Linked DNA regions of Oryctolagus cuniculus: region 1 is linked to region 2. The links are chromatin contacts, called in public Hi-C maps. All regions are on one chromosome and are shown on one strand. The core of a region is the stretch at or near the end of the contact, and the rest is flanking DNA. Distances in the headings are between cores, read along the strand shown. Region 1 overlaps LOC103348222 (a long non-coding RNA gene). Region 2 holds the start of CDC25B (cell division cycle 25B).

The links. Hi-C and Micro-C count contacts between places; a contact is called where the count stands out from the background.
Region 1: a contact with region 2 is called in a Hi-C map of skin fibroblasts, with 2.3 times the contacts expected there. The contact joins the enhancer-like site here to the promoter of CDC25B in region 2. A contact is called at or near these places in 2 of 6 Hi-C or Micro-C datasets (ear pinna and skin fibroblasts).

The regions. Positions count from the first base shown.
Region 1 is chr11:29,370,052-29,372,751 of mOryCun1.1, forward strand. All of the region lies in intron 4 of LOC103348222 (a long non-coding RNA gene), which reads right to left. Among named protein-coding and RNA genes, the nearest start is that of RNF24, 39 kb to the left of the region's middle. Within about 2 kb of position 1,415, at least 4 of the 8 cell types and tissues checked have an H3K27ac peak or open chromatin away from gene starts, as enhancers often do. A contact at or near this core is called in ear pinna, where this site is marked.
Region 2 is chr11:29,114,767-29,117,516 of mOryCun1.1, forward strand. CDC25B (cell division cycle 25B) reads left to right here and starts at 1,261. Exons shown (of 16, transcript XM_070052045.1): 1 at 1,261-1,487. The coding sequence starts at 1,480. CENPB (centromere protein B) reads right to left here and starts at 1,100. Exons shown (of 1, transcript XM_017341755.3): 1 at 1-1,100. The coding sequence starts at 835.

The DNA.
Region 1 (2,700 bases), core at 165-2,664, 260 kb after region 2:
CAAAGCTTGGAAGAAAGAAAGAGCAAGATTTATCAGAGGATACTTTGGAGCCCGGGCTTTGGAGAAATTGGTGAGAAGAGAGTGCGGTGTCAACTTCACTAGCAAGGCTTGTGCACCTGGAAGGAGGGATTTGACCTGCGGAGTACCTGGGAGCTGCGCAGAGGACAAGTGGAGGGGATCAATTTGCCTTTGCTATGTAACAAACCCTCCCCAAGTTGAGTGACTCAACACCCGAGTCGTTAATTATTTCTCAGCGGGCTGGGGTCTGCTGGGTGACTCCTCTGGCCTGAGCTGGCTCTGCTGGCACGGTAGTCCTCCCGTGTGTGTGGGTCAGCTGACAGGCTGGCCTGGTGCCAGCCAATTCAGGATGGCATCACCACGGGGTTGGTATTTGGTTGGCTGTTGGCTGGGCCCTTGGAGTTGAGGGGAGGGTCCCTGGGCCACACGTTTTCCCATTCTGCTAAAAGCGAGCCAGGACCTACTTACATGGTAGCTGGACAGATTTCCCAGAGAAGTGGAAATGCATACGGCTGCCTGAAGCCTACACTCCGAACGGGCAGTTGTCACTTCCATGTTCCTGAGGCCAGCCCAAGCAAACAGACGCTACCTCTTGACGGAAGTGATTCCCTGTCGCATTGCAAAGGGTGAGGATTCAGGACAGGGAATGCTTGTGGCCTCTTATGCCACTCATATCTCATGAGGGTTTGTGGGTAGTGGATGGACCAGGAGATAGTAGGAAAAGAGCCCCAGGGACAAGTGGACTGGACTGGCTGGGAGGCAATCACCAGAGTGATTAGGAAGTGGGGACGGAGCATCTACTCACCTCTGCCACTGGGCAGACCTAGGGTGACAGCGAGGAGAGGGCATGATGCAGAAACAAGGTTCTAAATTTGGGGCCTAGTGGCTGAGGCAAGGGGTCCAGCCCTTCACAGAGCTAGGGATGTCAGCAGGTGGCTAATGGGAGAACGCTGTCTGATTCTGAGCCTGCACGGAGAGGTCCTGGGACCTGGGCTGGAGGCAGCTCAGGTGAGCATTTGACCCCAGAGGCCTGGGTTACTTTGTCCTTTAACATCTCCCAGGCTTGCTGGTCCCCTCTGTGGAGCAGGGGAGGAATGCTAACCTTGCAGAGCTGCGAGGGAAGAGCTGAGGCTCCGGCTGGCAACATTTTTGGGCTGTGCCCTTATTAGTGGTTTTATGGACATGTTGTGCTTTTTATTTGAGAGATTAGCCACACAGAGGAGGATCTAGAAGGGAGTGGGGAGGGAAAAGAGGAGGTCTGTTTGGGGGAATGGCTGCCGTTAGGAAGCGAGGGGAGTAGAAAGTTCAAGAAAGAGACAGACACAGCGCTGGGCTCCTACAGAGTCCCTGCAGCTTGGGGTGGGGTGGGCTCAGGACAGTGGCAGTGTGCGGTTCTCAGCGGGGCTGGCTCTGTGCTCTGACTTTGGGATCAGAGAGTTGGCAGCCCGTGGGAGGGCAGTGGTCTCCACGCTGCAGACTCCTGGGTGGTCTGGGCCAGCGTCAGCACAGCTCCCCGCTCCGCCCACCCCCCTCCTCCCTGCTGCTCTGGAGTCCAGCCGCGTCACTGCATCCAGATGTGGCCGGGAACTTTTCCAGAAGCATGGAGAAGGCAGAGCAGCGGCCAAGCTCCTGGCTTCTTGTCCTCCCTCCTTCGGCTACCCCTCCCTGGCTCCTTCCACCACCAGGTCAGGGGCCGGGTCCTCGGAGGCCCAGGGTGGATGGATAAATAAACACTTGGTAGGAAAAAACCTGAGCCAGACAGATGCATCTTTGTTCGTGCTGGAAAGAGTTTACATCTCGGGGAGCGGGGAGCAGTTCAGCAGGAGGAAGTGAGCTGTCTTCTCAGCTGGGAACCCGCCAGGACACTGGGCATGGGGCCAGCCAGGGCCTGGGCGGAGCTGCGGAAAACCTCCCCCTTAATGGGAACAGCCTGGGCCCTGGTGTCTCACTGGGATGGAGCCCCAGTTGGGGGGAACAGACAGCTGTTTTATTAGTAACAGACCATGGGAACCAGGTGGTGCTGTAATGAGTGAGTTCTCCGAGCGGCTGGACCAGAGCGTCTCAAACCGTGCTGTGAGAGCGAATTCCCTGGGGCTCTGGTTAAACTGCAGATTCCCACTGCATGCTTTGGGGATGGGGCCTGGAACTCCGAGTTGCTCACTGGTTCTCCGGGGATGCTGATGCTGCTGGCCTGGGGACCACATTCCAAGTGGGGAAACTCCAGACTGACATCTAAACTACGGCCTCACTTTTCTATGCTATGCTGCGTGTATACGCTCCTGAGACTTTTCCTGCTTTTATGGTTGGCTTGTTCTTATTATGAGAGAGAGAGAGAGAGAGAGAGAGAGAGAATATCTCCTGGTTCACTATTCAAAAACCCGCAATAGCTGAGGCTGGGCCAAGCCAAAGCCAGGAGCTGGGAACATAATCCAGGCCTCCCAAGTGAGGGACCTCCAGGAACCCAATCACTTGAGCCATCACTTGATGTCTCCCAGGGTCTGCATTAGCAGGAAGCTGGAGTCAGGAGTGGAGCCTCGTGTATTGAATCTAGGCGCCCAGGTGTGGGCCATGGGTGTCTTAACTGTTAGACTAAATGCCCAGCCTGTTGTTTTATTTCAAAAAGTACTAGGGAAGAGATGCCGTGGAGATGCCCCTTCCTATCCAGTCCTGACCATGCCAGGC
Region 2 (2,750 bases), core at 11-2,510:
ACTTGGCCAGGGCCTGGGTGGTGACACCACCCTTCGAGTTGGCGGTGTAGTCGCAGGGCAGGCCGGCCTGGCCCGCGCGGGGCTTGGCCGACTTGCCGGCCACCAGCGGGGGCAGCTTCTCGCTGCCATCGGCGTTGGCGCACAGCAGGACGCTCAGGCGCTGGGTGGCTTGGCGCGCCCTGCCATCGCCTCCGCACAGCCCCGAGGCCTGGTCGGGCAGAAAGTCGTACCACAGGCTGGTCTCGGTGGCGCTGAACACGTCCTGCGACGCGTAGCCCTCGGCCACCGACGGCGGCTGCTCCTCGCGAGCGCGCCAGCCCGTCGTGCCGCCGCCGCCGCCGCCGCCCTCCGAGGGCACGGCGGCAGGGCTGGCAGGGGCCGCGGGGGTCCGGGGGGCCGCGTTCCGCCCCCGGGAGCGGGCCACGCCGCTGCAGGACACCACTCCGTGGCGTCGGCGGAAGCGGTCCAGCCAGCCGTTGGAGGCGGTGAAGTCGTCCATGCCCAGCTCCTCGGCTATCCGAAGCGCTTTCTCCTTGAGGATGATGCCCTTGACCGGCAGGCCGGCGGCGCGGATCTGCTGGAACCAGGCGATGAGCAAGCCCTCGAGCTTGTCGTAAGGGGACAGCTTGTTGGTCTTGCGGCAGGTGGAGGCCACCCCGTACTTGCGCTCCGACGCCAGGATGGCGCGCTTGTTCTTCAGGATGGTGCTCAGCGTGGACGGCGGGATGTTGAAGCGCCGCGCGATCTCGCCCTTGCGCAGGTCCGGGTTCTCCTCCACCTCCTGGATGATCCGCGACTTCTCCCGGAACGTCAGCTGCCGCCGCTTGGGGCCCATCGCGGCGCGCCCCCCGCCCCGGGGCCCGGCACCGCCGCTGCCGCCCCGGGGCGGGGGGCCCCGGCCCGCGGCGGGGGGCACCTGGCGGCCTCTCCCGCGCGCCCCGCCCGAGACAAAGCGGCTCGCGGGGCGGCGGGCGGGGCGGCGACCCGGCCGGGCCGGGGGCACCTCGGGGAGCGCCGGCGGGCGCAGCGCCGGGCGGCGGGCGGCAGGCGGCGGGCGCGGGCGCGGGCGGGCGGCGCGGGCGCGGGAGGCAGGAAGTGCCGCGGCGCGGGGAGCTGCGAGCGCGGCGAGCGGGGCGGAGCGGGCGGAGCGGGATCTCGCGGGAAGCGCGGGGACGCCCGGCGCCGCCTCCCCGTCCTCCGCGCCCACCCCCTTCCCGCCGCCCCGGACCCGCCACCGGGGGCGCTGCGGCCTGCGGGACCGGCCAGCGCTCGGCGTCCGGCGACCTGCGGGCCCTGGCGTGCGGGCGGGGCGCGGGGCGCCGCCAATGCGCCGGTGGATAGCGGCTTGTTGCCCTCAAGGATTAACAGCTTCGTCCTCTTCTTCCTTTTTTTAAAACTAAGGTAGATAACCCATGTCTTTTGCGGATACCGAAAAATACAGGAAGCCAGAAATCGCCTTCCTCCCCAGCACCTGCAGAGATGCACAGGTAACATTTGGATACATTTCCTTCCAGTGTTTTCTCTCGGCCAGTGCAGTTTTATTATTATTATTTTTTAATGCTTTAAAAAAGACATTAGATTCTGTGGCCCATATGTCTGGCATCAAGTGATGAGAATTTTGCCATATGGGTGAATATCATTGGCAACGTTCTTTTTAATGGTTGTATATTGTTCCAATTATGGGTGATCAATCTATGCAATAAACTGCTACATATTTAGTTTATTTTTATAAGCAACACTGCAATATTATATCTCTTGGACGGTGCTACCTATGTTTTACAAGTTCTAGTAATCCCACAGTCGGTAGATAAATATGGATAGTGTGTGTTAGTCTCTCGACTTTTCCATGCATGTCGCCATAAATGCGTACGTTTATGGGCTAAATAAATGCATAAGTGCATACAGGAGTGCGTCATGTGTATGCAATAGAGTGGTATCCGAGGATGACCCGACACATAAAAGCAGTTAGTTCTCAAAACAACAAATGCTTTGCTTTAAAATGCTTTAAATACAAATGCTTTAAAAAGTCTCCTAAGAACAATATAGGGGGGAGTCAAGCCATAGGCAGAGGGGAAGGCTGTCACTCAGAGGGACAGATTCGGGATCTGGGCTCCAGTGAAGCTTCAGGTAGATGGGTGTAGACAAAGAAGACATGAGGACCAAGGACAGTGCCCTGGGTGCTCAAGGTTGAGCTCCAGCAAGGACCCCTAGGAGCCTGCGCGGAGCAGAGGCCGTGGTGAAGGAAGGCAGGCCAGCGTGATGCTGGGGAAGCCACGGGAGGAAATTGTAGTTCGTGGCTGTCTTCCTGTGCATTTCTCCTTTCACACCTTTATCGTTCATTTTTAAATTTTTTTTCTTTTTATTTGAAAGGGAGAGAGAGAGAGTGAGAGCAAGAGTGAGAGCCAGAGAGAGATCTTCCATCTACTAGTTGACTCCCCAAATGCTCAAAATAACAAGTGCTGGGCTGGGCTGCAGCCAGGAGCCAGGAATGCCAACCATGTCTCTCATGTGGGTGGCAACAACTTGGCCATCATCTGCTGCCTTCCAAGGTGCATTAGCAGGAGTCTGGATCAGAAACAGAATAGTGGGACTCGAACCTGTACTCCAGTACGGGAGGCAGGCATCCCAAGCTGTGGCTTACCCCATTGTGCCACGATGTCCGCCCCTTTATCGCCTGTTTGCATCCTGTCAATTTTCTAGTTGTATTCTTTGTCTGTGTTTCTCTTGTGTATGGTTTTTCTCTTGACTTT